Linked DNA regions of Zea mays: region 2 is linked to region 1. A link is a contact called in public Hi-C data. All regions are on one chromosome and are shown on one strand. Each heading gives the region's core, a stretch centred on a gene start, on an enhancer-like site or on the middle of the called end of the contact. The rest is flanking DNA. Distances are from core to core; before and after follow the strand shown.

Evidence for each region. Hi-C and Micro-C count contacts between places; a contact is called where the count stands out from the background.
Region 2: a contact with region 1 is called in a Hi-C map of tassel, with 2.2 times the contacts expected there. The contact joins the promoter of LOC100193141 here to the enhancer-like site in region 1. A contact is called at or near these places in 2 of 25 Hi-C or Micro-C datasets (endosperm and tassel).

What each region holds. Positions count from the first base shown.
Region 1 is chr7:20,245,480-20,252,337 of Zm-B73-REFERENCE-NAM-5.0, reverse strand. No RefSeq gene overlaps it. Among protein-coding and RNA genes, the nearest start is that of LOC103633765, 26 kb to the left of the region's middle. Within about 2 kb of position 4,512, at least 18 of the 20 cell types and tissues checked have an H3K27ac peak or open chromatin away from gene starts, as enhancers often do. A contact at or near this core is called in endosperm and tassel, where this site is marked.
Region 2 is chr7:20,411,502-20,418,359 of Zm-B73-REFERENCE-NAM-5.0, reverse strand. LOC100193141 reads left to right here and starts at 3,273. Exons shown (of 7, transcript NM_001138299.1): 1 at 3,273-3,705; 2 at 4,367-4,594; 3 at 4,681-4,802; 4 at 5,269-5,488; 5 at 5,939-6,081. The coding sequence starts at 3,343. It overlaps LOC100284118 (KHG/KDPG aldolase), which reads right to left and starts at 1,385. Exons shown (of 9, transcript NM_001157015.1): 1 at 1,172-1,385; 2 at 991-1,045. The coding sequence starts at 1,329.

The sequences.
Region 1 (6,858 bases), core at 3,263-5,762:
TACTAGCTTTTCAGATGATCAGAAACACATACGCACGCATGGTTCTAGGCTTTATGGATTCATGGCGAGTTCAAAATCCAAAGGTGACGCGGCGGATGGCCGGTGAGCGACGAGTCTTTCTCACGACGCGCGATGGAGGTTAGTTGTAGCCCACCAAAATAAAATTGAAATTTTATCTGCTTGTTGTGAGGTTTTTGTACGCATGCACTTCTGTATTTGTGGTTCAGTTTGTGAAAGAATCGCTAAATCCTACGTTCGCATTTTCAGTTACATACTATAATTCTTCCAAACGCAAATTTGAAAAGGAAAACTCATACGGAGTTTGGTTGTGATATGTGGCCCTGTGGGCTATGGGGGTCTGGAGGCTCGTCGGCAACCGTATAGGAAAACAGCAAGGCGGAAGGGCATTGCTCGGCCGCTGGTCCGATGAGTGGCACTGCCAGGGAGCGTGACAGGGGCGACAATTCTAGACCTCCACGCATGTATTTTTTTCTTGTTTTTATGTGATGCTAATTACTAGGATTGAGCTTAGATTGTGTGCACTTCGATTTGCACATTCACATTATATTTCACCATGGTTTAACCATTTGATTAACAACTAAACCATTTGATTAACAACATGCTTATGGATTATACATGTGTTACTCTGTCAATGCAGCATTCAACTATCTTTCACATGTTCATTTCAGTATATTTCTCATTCCATTGCAAATTCTGCTAATTGTAATAGCTTCAACCATTGAGATACCTTGTGAGGTTAATCCATAAATATGACACGATTGGAATGAAAAAACTTGTATACATTTACATTTCTTTCCTTTTACTTAACTTGCCTGTTAAATGACCCTTTGATATTTTTTTGCCTCATTTGCCTGTAATGGTTGGATCTGCTTCTAATTTTCTATCTATGAAAAATGGTTAAATTACTACATTGTCAACTGAGACCAATTTCCTTAGTGCTACTTAAGATCATGGTCACATATCCTCAGTTTTGACTAATTTTTTGCTTGCAGGTATGCTATTTTATGCCCATGCAGTCAAGGATTGTAGATGAAATCGGGTTATCTATCTCATAGTTTGCAACACCATCGTTGTTTCGGAAAAATAATTTGTTTTTTGGCACACACTCAAAGTTTCTTTACTTCAAAATGCTACTAAAATATATTATGATACATTGTAAAGCATATGTTTATTGTAATAGTTGGATCTGCTTTTAAACTTCTATCTGTTGAAAATGGTAAAATTACACTATCAACTGGGGCCAATTTTCGTAGTGTTACTTAAGATCGTTGTACATTAACATTTATCAAATAGTTATACACCGTCGCAACGCACAGCACCGTGGAGCCAAGGCAATGTCAGCAAGCTGATTTTTCAGATTGGAATCTATGGTTCTTTTTAAAGATCGAATATGTTCTAGCATCTTAAAAAGTTGTCAGAATGTAAACATTTGTTCTGAGATCATTTAGGCCTCAAACAGAATTTCTTGGACTTATTTCGTTGGAGGGAATGGGACATCTCGAGATCTAAATGTGTATAGAAGATCTAAATGTGTATAGAACATATATTTTTTATTTGTATCAAATATGATTATGTGCAAAGCACGAACATAGTACTATAACAATGAAACACACATTTGTACATAATTCATTACGATATTATATGTTGCCGTTGCAACGCACGGGCACTCACCTAGTAGTATAATAAGATTCTATCAGGATTGTGTCTACAATGATTAGGATCTACAACGAATAGGGATCGGTTGTGGTTATCTATTGGTATATGTCGGTGTGGTAATTGATATGCACAAACATTTTATCTAATACATTATGTGCCGTCAATTTCACTCAGGTTTGGTTGAAATTATTCGATGGTTAGTAATAATTTATGTCAGTTTGATAATTGTTATGCACTAACATTTTATCTAATAATTTGTGTGCCATTAATTTCACTCAGGTTTGGTTGAAGTTATTCGATGGTTAGTAATAATTTATGTTAGTGTGGTAATTGTTATGCACTAACATTTTATTTAATAATCTAGATTGATTCTTTAGAAATAATTTATGAGATATTATAATGTTTGTTTAACATCGACTCATTATATATGAGTCGATGTATTTATAATAAATATATTTATATCATCAATATAATATTAGTGTTACAGTGATATTTTGTCACATAAATTTTGCATATCATAGTATTGTTTGTCGTTTTGTATCTGTGTTTCATATTAATTTTTAACTCCCGTGACAACGTACGAATACATATCTAGTTATGGAGTATAAGAATAAAATTGTATATATATTTTTTTGTGTGCATTATTTTCTCCCAACAATAAAAAGGTGAAAAACATTTGAACACGTATTCGGATAGATATTTAAATTTTACATCAATTATTTAAAAAGATATAGAATGAATTTGAGGTGTACTTTTATAAAAATTAATAGGTTTAATGTTAAAAACAAGAATATAAATTTATATAGCAAATTCAGAAAAAAAATTAACATCTGAATAGGTATCCGGATCCATCCTTGCTCCATACTTGAAAATAGCTTCGAAGAGAGATCCTATTTTATAAATTTAGAACAAATTGAGATAGAACTTAGTCGTGAGATTATAGCACATCGCAGCCACGAGCCTATACTCCTTCGTCAACGGTGTCCGTCCTGATTCCCACCCGCCGAAGCTCCCTGTTGCCCCACGCCGTCGCGTCCCACGCCTCAGCCGCCAGCGCGCCCTACTCCTTACCGGCCAGCGCGCCGCTCTCCACACGTTGGTGCGCTTCCGTCCTCGTTCCTCGTCATCGGCGCCCCGCTGCCCACCCGCCGGCGCTTGCCGCGCGCTCCGCTGTCACCCGGTCGACACGTACGCTCATCCGGTGCAGCACGTAATAAGCTGGCAGACCTCCGGGGAAGGCTGAAAGTCCTGCTGCTCCACCGTCAGATTTCTCCATTCAGCTACAAGGAAAATGCGAGTGATGTTGTGGGTGCTGACTGCTGAGACAACAGAACTTGGCGACTTCTTTGTGCAACCATAAGCATTGGAGCAATAAGAGAGAAATCTCTATGATGAAGGTGTGGAGCAAACAGTCCACCCACTACTGTGATAGTGTCAGTTCTAACAAGGATGAAACTATAGCTGTTGATCATGACATAAGGGTTCTTTCGTTGATGAACACTGCTGAATTGCTGGAGAAAGCAAAGTCAGGTTATAGATTGTTCCACTGCCATTTCATTTGCCTATTTGATCACACCAATGTCAAATGGAGGTACTGCCCTGCAGTCCTGCACATCACATAATTTAAGCAAGCTTAGCCATAGTTGAACGCAGGGCCGTGCCGGTAAAATTTGAGGCCCTGTACAAATTCTGAAATGAGACCTTTTTTATTAGTCGAGGTTGTCGACCGTCGGTGAACGAAACGTCATACTGCACATATATGGGCTGTGCTCACGTTTCACAGTCATGAAATAGACGCATGAGTAAAGAATTAGAGACTAAGAATAACTCCAAAAGACTATATTCTTTCTAATTGATATGAATATTTTTTTTGAAAAAAAAAACCCTTCTAACAGCTTATTTAAATAGCTATCCAAAAATAATCATCTTTTATTCTAACTTTCTCGCTAGCTAAAGATAGAAAACGTGAATGACTCTAAAAATACAAACAAGATATAAAATCGTTGTTGGAGATTAAAAGATATACAAAGTGATTCTCAAAATAATAATTTAGAGAGTGAAATTTAGAAATAGTCTTAGAGATGCTCTAATGTATATTTTCTATTTTATAAATATACTACAGACTTACATATTTGGGGCCCTAGATTTTGTGGGCCCCTGTTCGAGGGAACAGGTTGCACACCCCCAAGCACGGGCCTGGTTGAACATCCAGGAGGAAATAAGTACGTTGGTACGATGACGATGTCGCTCTGTGAATGCACAAGAGACAACAAAAAAAATAGGGGACTCCTTAGAGCTAGTTTGGAAAGTCTCAGAACCGAAGGGGATTGGAGAGGCTATAATCCCCTTTTTATTCAATTTTGAATAAAAAGGAGATTTTAACCCTTCATTTGTTTTGTGGCTGCCAAACTAGTCCTTAGAATTGCTCTTTAGCTGTTACAGGATCGGTGCTCCTAAAATCCTATGCTAAAAATCTACTTTGTCTCTAGCTAAGATAACGACCCACTACTAATTTCAATAGTTATGATGAAAGGCAGTTATTACCGGCACCTAGCTAGATAAAAATAGTTAGGAACGCACCTAGATAAAGCAATAAATAGCGTGCAAATTAAAATTTCAATTTTTGATTGTTACGACCTACACGTCGCGGATGGAAAATTAAAGAATACTCATGAGCTTAGGTTGAAATAGCTAGTACACCATTGATGCGATGCGATCTAGACGCGGTTAGCATAATCCGAGCGAGAGTGCAGACAGCACTGGACCCACACAGGGCCAGCGAAACACGCTTCACCTCTGCAGCTTGGTACTAGTAGGCAGTGGGACATGATGTCACATGTTACTTAGGCCTTAAGAAACGAACAAGAGAGAGAGAGGGGAAAGCTTCTATGGACGTGGCTCCATGCAACTCGACAAACTTCTTTTGTCTTCTTGTAGGTTCCACCAGTTTCTGGTTGTCTGCCTAGTGCCGACTGCCGAGTGGCTCGAAGCTGAGAATAATCTACTTTAGATATGTAGGATTGAGAGGTATTATGCTACGTACTCTAAGAGCATATCGAAGAGACTCTATATTTTTGATCCTTTATTTGACTCTTCATTTATTTCTTTTATAAAGATTAAATTTTATATGTAGTATCCTATTTCAACGGACTCTCTAACATACAACTTAGAGGGTATTTGTGTGGAGTTGTAGTTTATAATATCAATTTTAATAGTTATAAAAATATTTTTAATCTAAATAATAAACAAAATTACTTATCTAAATGTTTTCTAAAGGCTTATAACTCCAGCTCCACGATTTTCTAGAGCACCTAATGACCTGCTCCACTAACTCCACCAAATTTTCTAGAGCTGGAGCTGTCCCAAACAGGGCCTTAGTTTAACTAGTTGGAGTGACTAGCTAAGTTTGGTTAGCGATGGGGGCAATTTGGAGAGCCGGATGGCTTGGCTAGTTAGATGACTAGTTTGTTGAAAAGTTATTTTGTTGTTTGTCGGTACCCTTAAACAGGGGTACCTCTTACTATAGTGTGAAGGTGCGGTGCCCATGCGGCTACCTCTAGTCGCATGGTAAACAACGCCCGACCCCACCACGTGGACGACTCCCGTGTCGCCACGCGGCCAGAAAAAAAGATATACTCCAGAGTATCAACAGTGGGTCCGGACCCCCATAGGGAAGTGTCGGACCCCTGTACGTACAGATCGGGCCTCCGAGTAAGGTCCATAACCTCCACGGGCGTGCCCGGACCCTTGGGACGGGCCCCGGACCCCCCTGTGCAGGGTCCGGGCCACACACAGCAAGGTCCCAGGACATAACATGCACGGGCCTTGGACAGGACCCAGGCGGGGGTCCGGTGACGACACGTGTCCGGACCCAGTCTGGTGCGGACCTGTCCGCTTGCGCCACTGCTCCCCGCCCGGGCGGAGACCTGATGCTGCCACGTGGACTACTATGCGTGACGTAAGCTGTCGGGAGGAGCCTGACGTAAGGCCTCCGGGTTACGTAGCCCCTGCATTTATTGCGAATAAGGCGCGCCGCCTATCCGTCCCGCTGACAGGCGATGTGCCACCTCAGCATTTAATGGGCCCTGTCTATTCCGCTGGAAGGGATGTGCCGCCTCGGCATTTAATGTGCCCTGTCCACTCCGCTGGCAGGCGGCGACCAGGTCGTCTCGCAGGCTGCGTGCCTGTCCATTCCGTTGGCAGGCAGTACGCCCATGCTGCGGAGTGCACTGTGCTCATCATCACTCGTACGTTGCCAGGGAAGCTTCCGCTGCACGCCAATGCTACGTAGACCGCGGATATCAGGACACAAGGAGATTGCACTAGCGACTAGCATTAGTTGCTTCAAGTATTACATCCGTTATATCCCTGGGCCCGCATGTCGGGGCTAAGTGTCCTTGTACGTGCCCCCCTTGAGCTATAAAAGGGAGGGCACACGGCGTTACAAGGCAACTAGGCAAGCTCACTTAGACACACTTAGACTCTCACACTCACAAGTTCATACAAGCTCTTAAGCTCAATACATCACACAGTGGAGTAGGGTATTACGCTCCGGCGGCCCGAACCACTCTAAATCCTTGTGTGTTCTTGTGTTCTTCCCGTTTCCACCTAACAGGCAAAACGCTTAGGCCCCTCCTCATCTTAGGATTTAGGGCGGGTGCATTCCGCCACCTGGCCGGAGATTTCCTCTCCGACATTTGGCGCGCCAGGCAGTACGCCCATGTTGCGGAGTGCACTGTGCTCATCATCACTCGTACGTTGCCAGGGAAGCTTCCGCTGCACGCTAATGCTACGCAGACCGCGGATATAAAGACACAAGGAGATTGCACTGGCGACTAGCATTAGTTGCTCCAAGTATTACATCTGTTATGTCCCTGGGCCCACATGTCGGGGCTCAGTGTCCTTGTACGTGCCCCCCTTGAGCTATAAAAGGGAGGACACATGACGTTACAAGGCAGGCTTACTCAGACACACTTAGACTCTCACACTCACAAGTTCATACAAGCTCTCAAGCTCAATACATCACACAGTGGAGTAGGGTATTACGCTCCGGCGGCCCGAACCACTCTAAATACTTGTGTGTTCTTGTGTTCTTCCCGTTTCCACCTAACAGGCAAAACGCTTAGGCCCCTCCTCATCTTAGGATTAAGGGCGGGTGCATTCCGCTACCCGGCCGGAGAT
Region 2 (6,858 bases), core at 2,024-4,523, 170 kb before region 1:
TACATGGGCTACCAGGTTCAACATAAGTCGATAAAACAACATCTGAAGTTACAAACACATGTAACAAATTGAATCTGGTACTTTCAATTTTTTCGGTTCTTTTGGTTTTTTCGGTTCTTTGGAGTGCAGAACCGAAAATATCTCGTTTATTTTGGTTCTCAAAAAACCAGAACCGAATTTCATAACGGTTTCTTCGGTTCAGTTAGTTCGGTTTCGATTCTCGGTTATTTCGGTTCGGCTCCTCGGTTCCGGTTCTTTTTGCCTGGGCCTAGGCCCGTTTACCTCTAAGCCCGTCAAGCCCTTTTTTTTGCACTAAACCGTGCTTTCCGGCTCGCTTATCCCGTTTTTCGGCCCGCTTTTTCTGTGTTTACCGGGCCAGGCCGGCTCGTTTAGGCCTGCAGCAGGCCGGAGTCGGACAGGAAAACGAGCCCGCGGACTTAGATGTCCTGACCCGGTTTTCTAACCGTGCCTAGCGGGCCAAGCTCAAAACGGACCGGGCCAGGCGGCCCGTTTGGCCATCTCTACCTCTGATCGAGTGTAGATGATATCTACCCAACGCACACTTGAAGCTGAGGCCGGCAGCCCGGCACTGCTACCGTACCGAGGGCCTCAACAGCATGCAGCTGCATCTGATAACCCGGTAGCCCAGCCGGCTGTCCCAGGCACGATTGATTTTGGAAAGAGGACAAATTCGTTGTTCCGCATGGCTGTGACTAGGAGATAACGTGAAAAATTGAGCTAAGTAGGAACTTATGGCAGTAGAATCAAAGTGCACAACTGCACATCTTCCAGATGTCAATTTTGCAGTCATTCCAATGTTGAAGTCCCCAAGCACGCTCTTTAGAATGGCAAATAGCCAATTTTCTCCAAGTCACGCGAGTACCAAGCATTCAGACACACTCACTCACCACGAACCATCCGACACACCCACGCACGCATGATGCACCGACCTACACAAGGGACCAGAGGTGAAAGGAGCAACAAACTCACCACGGTAATGCCGCCGTGGACAGCCGCGTGAGCCGCCTGCAACGCCGTCTCGCTGCTGCAAGGGGTTCGAAACCAAGAAGGAACATATAAGTTGACCAGCGAGTCGTTTCCGCTTTGGCGAGGACTGTCGCCGAACACGTAGCGGTCTAGAGGGACTCGAGGAGCGGCGAGAGGCCCTTACTCTTGCGCGCGGAGGCACGCGATGACGCGCGAGCGCAGTATGGCGGCGAGCGCTCTCGGGGGTGGCCGCGGCGCGGCGGTGGGCGGCGCCGAGGCTCGCCGTCGCCGGCGGGCTGGGGTGGTGGTGGGGAGGGGAAGCTGGGAGGCGGCAACGCGCATTATCGGGCGGCAAAAAGAGCTGCAGATAAGAACCACTGCAGACACTGACACACCGCTGCTTTCTTTTGCGAGAATTTTGCGCGGCGTAAACAGTTAAACACACGAGCTCAAAACGTGAGCTGCGTTGTGCTTGGGCCTGGGGCCTTAAAACGTCAAGTCATATGTTTGATTGCAATAATAGGATAAGACAAAGATGAGACGATTCTTCAAATAAATTTGTTTGATTAAAAGGTTGGGACAGAATTATTAAAATGTTGTTTCAGTTATCTCTTAAAAATTGGAGGGACGATAAAGAACGTCAGGACATCCTGCTGTCGCGCAAAGATGCGTTCGGTTTCAGGACAACAGCGTTTCAATTTTAAGGCTGTGCTAATCTTTAACTCTGACCAAACAAGGTATCGTTCCATTCTACAACCAAACGCAGTCTACCTCGCCGTCGCGGTGCTGACCGAGTTGGCCGCCATCGTCCTCGCGAACGACACGTGCCGTAGCCCAGCTCCCGTGCCAAGGTTGCGTTCGTCGTCTTCTCCAGCCGTGGCCACCTCTACGAGAGTGCGAGTACGCCGCGAGGAGGACGAGGTGGTGGTCGTCGCCGCCGCGGAGGAGAAGCACAGGCACGATGGCCGCATCGAGCGGGGCCGCAGGCGGCGGAGCACAGCGGCTGCAGTGCGCTCCATCCCCGTCGGCGGGCGCGGCAGTGGCACCCCTCCCGGGAGCACGAGCTACGACAGCTTGAGCCCCGCCCTCCACCGCGCGTGCGAAGTCCTCCATGGCAGACGCCGGCGGCGGAGCGATCCATGGCGCGAGGAGAGAGGAGAGCAAGTTTATTATACGGCATGAGGCAACAGTTAGGGAAATTGATCATTTTTCATCTTATTAAGGCCCTATTTAGGAGAGCTTCACTTCAAAAACTTCAGCTTTGGTTTCCAGTTTTACTATAAAACAGCTCCAGCAAATTGTTAAGGTGAGTTCCAGGAGCGTTTGGTTTGTATATGGACTCCAACTTCTATAGTACAATTGATTTGTGTGGGTTTCCTTGATTACTCTTGATGATTAGTGGGTTGTCGCCAGATAAAACGGAAATTGTATGTTGCGTAACCAGTGGCATGGTGGGTAATTTTCGTACAGCTTCATGAGGAGATATAAAAACAGTGTTTTTGAAGCACCCTCTATGGAGCTTCATGAATTTCATGAAACGGGCCTCTAGTTTCGATTTTTTTTAAAACTAAAGCTCGTGGAGCTGGACCTGTTTGGGTTGAAGAAGTTCGAACAAAATTGAAATTCTTGAAGTGAAGCTCTCCCAAACAGAACCTAAACAACAAAATGCATTTTAGCGTTTAGACCGAGTTTGATAATGGCACTGAACTGGATTGGTATAATTCTAAATTTTGTTTGTGGAACGATGGTTAAAAATGGCATAGTGGCGAAACCTAATTTTATGATGGCATTTGGGCGAAGCCCGTATTTGATAATGGCGAATGGGCAAATAACTATAGATGGTCAATAAGCACGAGGTATGCGAGCCCGACACGAAGTCCGCTATTTGGGCCCGATTTGAGCCCGACACGGCTCAGTTATATAGGGTCTGGGCTGGCCCGGCACGAATAAGCGGACCAGGCTCGGACAGGAAACTAGATACGGTAGGCTAGTCCGGCATGACCTGTTTACCTCTAAGCCCGCTTTTTTGCACTAAAACGTACTTATCGGCCCGCTTTCGCCCCGTTTTTTCGTGCTCGACCCGTTTAGACCCGCTGTGGGCCGGACTCGGACAAGAAATCGAGCTCGCGGACTTAGACGGTCTGGCCCATTTTCCCAACCGTGTCTAGCGAGCCTGGCTTCATCGGGCCCGGGCCTGGACCGGGCCTGGCCGGGCGGCCCGTTTGGCTATGTCTACAAATAACTCCCTTGCCCTCCTCTCTTTCTTCCTCCCCGCTCCCCACCCCCTCAAACCCGAAAGGAACCCTAATCCTAGCCGCACGCGGGAGGCAGCTAAGAGAGCTTGAAGCACCAGCCATGGCGGACCACGACCTCACGGCGCTGATGGCGGCGCAGCTGGACCGGCACCTGGTCTTCCCGCTGCTGGAGTTCCTCCAGGAGCGGCAGCTCTACTCGAGGCCGGAGATCCTGGAGGCCAAGATCCGCCTCCTCAGCGGCACCAACATGGTCGACTACGCCATGGACATCCACAAGTCCCTCCACGGCACCGATGACGTTCCCGAGGACATGGTCAAGCGCCGCTCCGAGGTCGTCTCCAGGCTCAGGTCGCTCGACGAGGCCGCAGCCCCGCTCGTCGCCTTCCTCCAGAACCCGCAGCTCGTGCAGGAGCTCAGGCCCGACAAACAGTACAACATCCACATGCTCCAGGAGAGATACCAGGTCTGCTTCTGCCTTGTTTTTGTTAAAGATATATATATGCGTGCTTTATTTAGTTAGGTTGGTGGAATTCCGTGTTTTGGAGCGTTTTCAGACGTTGTTACGAAGCTATGGATTTGTGTGTCACTAAAAATCCTGAAACGGATTTGCTCATATAGTGAATCGATCTTACCGTTGCTAAATGTGGTTACATATATCATTATCATACAAGTGATTTGGTCCTAGTTCTGCAGTATGTTGTCATGTTGTGAGGAATCTTGAATTGGCTGACTGCTGACTTTAGCTCCCACATTAAGGATCACATAAGTACATTGTGAGATATGCTTTATTTGGTACTATGCATAATTCAGTATGTTATATGTATTCTAGCAGGTGTCCTAAAATCTAGACATGTAATTCTTCCTAGGATCGTAGTTGATTTCCTTGTATCGTATAGTCCAAAAAGTGCTTTCAAATTGAGCCTAGTTGAAGTCTATGTTCTTTCAACTCTGCAGTAAGGGACAATTCAGAGTCAGAGTTTTTGCCGCTGGAGCACTGTCGAGAAAGCACAGTGCACATTAACTAAGATCAAAATTCAGATGGAATGTTGAAGCTGTGCACTTTTATTGTTATAGCCTCTTCTGTGCTAAATGCTAACGAACTAAATCCTTGTTTAACAATGCAGATTGGTCCTGACCAGATTGAAGCTCTGTATCAGTATGCCAAATTTCAGTTTGAGTGTGGTAACTACTCCTGGGCTGCTGAGTACCTGTACCAGTATCGTGCTTTGTGCACAGATACTGAGCGAAGTGTGAGTGCCCTCTGGGGAAAGCTAGCAGCAGAAATCCTAATGCAGAACTGGGATGTGGCTTTGGAGGAATTCAACCGCTTGAAGGAAATAATTGATTCAAAGGTTCTACCATCAATGTTTCGTAGTGTGTTCTTTGCTCTTTGTATATGTTATATTAGTAACCTTGTTCCTTCCTTATCTTTTGGCAGAACTTCTCATCACCTCTGAATCAGCTCCAGAACAGGATATGGCTGATGCATTGGGCTCTGTTCATCTTCTTTAACCATGAAAATGGTAGAAATGGGATCATTGATCTGTTCTTCCAGGACAGGTTTGTCTGTTAAAATCTCAAGACTCGTCGTATGCTGACATAAAATTATGATTTGTGATTTGTAGCATTCTGGCAATAGTAGTTTAGGAAGCAACAACTTATTATCAACAGTTCTCAAGATATTAAAATATACTTCCACATTTCCTTATTTTTGTTTAGATGCACATTGATATTTCGATTCAATAATTAGTGAATAGTGAATGCTTTATTTCAGTTGGAGTTCTTCCTCATAAATGTATTAGGTGGTATACATGGAAGTCTAAAACTACACTGTTTTCCACTAGTAGGTTTTTATAATCGTTTCTTTCTCCAGAAAAAAAAAACTGAGTTTGATTCAGATTCAATTTTTTTATAACTGTAATCCAGTATGATGTCACTACTATTTTTTGTCTTTGAATTGATGTTTAATGTTATAAATGTTCAGAATATACCAGTAAATTTGCATACTCATTTGTTTCCCTTGCAGGTACTTGAATGCTATACAGACAAATGCTCACCATCTTCTGAGATACCTAGCTACTGCAGTTGTTGTTAACAAAAGGAGAAGGAATATGCTTAAAGAGTTGATTAAGGTCATTCAGCAGGAGCAGCATAGCTACAAGGATCCCATAACTGAGTTTCTGCAATGCTTATATGTCAACTATGATTTTGATGGTGCTCAACAGAAACTCGTGGAGTGTGAGCAGGTAACTTCGAGGCTGCTTTCTGCAATCTTCAAGGCCTGAAATTTGTTAAACTTCCCACGTGTGTGCTTCTTGAAATATGGAAAACCTTGAACGGCGAAGTTTTTTTTCAAAATGTACCTTATGTAAAATGATCCTTAACCATCAATTGTTTAAATGTTGCCCAGTAAAATGGTTTATTCTTGATGATCCAAAGTTTACCTATTTTTTGGATGTGTCATATGCATCAGGGATGTCATCCTGCGGAATCTGTATAATAATAGCCTATTTATAGGGAAGCTTAAATGAGCTAAGGGTTTTAGGTCTCACAACATGCTTGAATCTAATTCCGCATTGGACTTTGCTGTGACAATAGCATTATCCTCCATTCCTCCCAAAAATCAGCAATAATAATTGTTATATGCTATAAAGTTGTTAATGTACATTATCATGTTCTAATGTCTACTTTTCTAGGTTATACTGAATGATCCTTTCCTGGGCAAGCGCGTTGAAGAGGGAAATTTTGTCACTGTTCCTTTGAGAGCTGAGTTCCTTGAAAATGCCCGACTGTTTATTTTCGAGACATACTGCCGTATCCATCGGTGCATTGATATCAGGTGGGTGTTTATGACTCTACGCACTGCAATGGGTGGAAATTTTTCTCTTTCTGCAACAATTTAGTGGATGACATGTTTTTTGTCACTACTCCCTCCAGGTCCAAGTTATAAGTCTTTTAGGACAAGAGATGGTCTTCAAAATATAACTTTGACCATTTTTTTTGGGAAATTTGGATCCATACCATTAAAAGATCACCACTTTGGATCCATACCATTACTATCTCACTTACATGTGGGTCCACATGAGTCAATGACATGTGGGGTCCATGGTATATATCTAAAGTTTGGATCTTTTAATGGTATAGATCCAATTGTTCCATTTTTTTTGTTAAAATACAAATGAACTCTTAATATATTTATACTTTTGTAAAAGTATTTTTAAGACAAATCGGTGCATATGACTATTAGGTTTCAAAATTAAATAACAAAACGGTTATTTGTAGCTAAAGTTTTATAAGTTTGACTCAAACCTTGTCCAGAACTATCTATAATTTGGACCTAGAGGGAGTAATTTGCTTTCCAGTTCTAAACTGTTTGTCAATTTTACCTATTCTGTTCCTACTTTCTGTATCATATAGGTAGATGATTCAGGTCTGTTGACCACAATAATGTAAATATGTAATGTCCTATGTGTTATAAGTAATTCACATTGTGTTTTGGCTGCACAATTTGGGAGCCAGCATTCATTTTTACTAAGGGCTTGTTCGGTTTGCTTTCAATCCATATGGATTGAGTGGGATTGGGTGGGTTTAAATCCCAAGCAAGGCAAACTTCTTT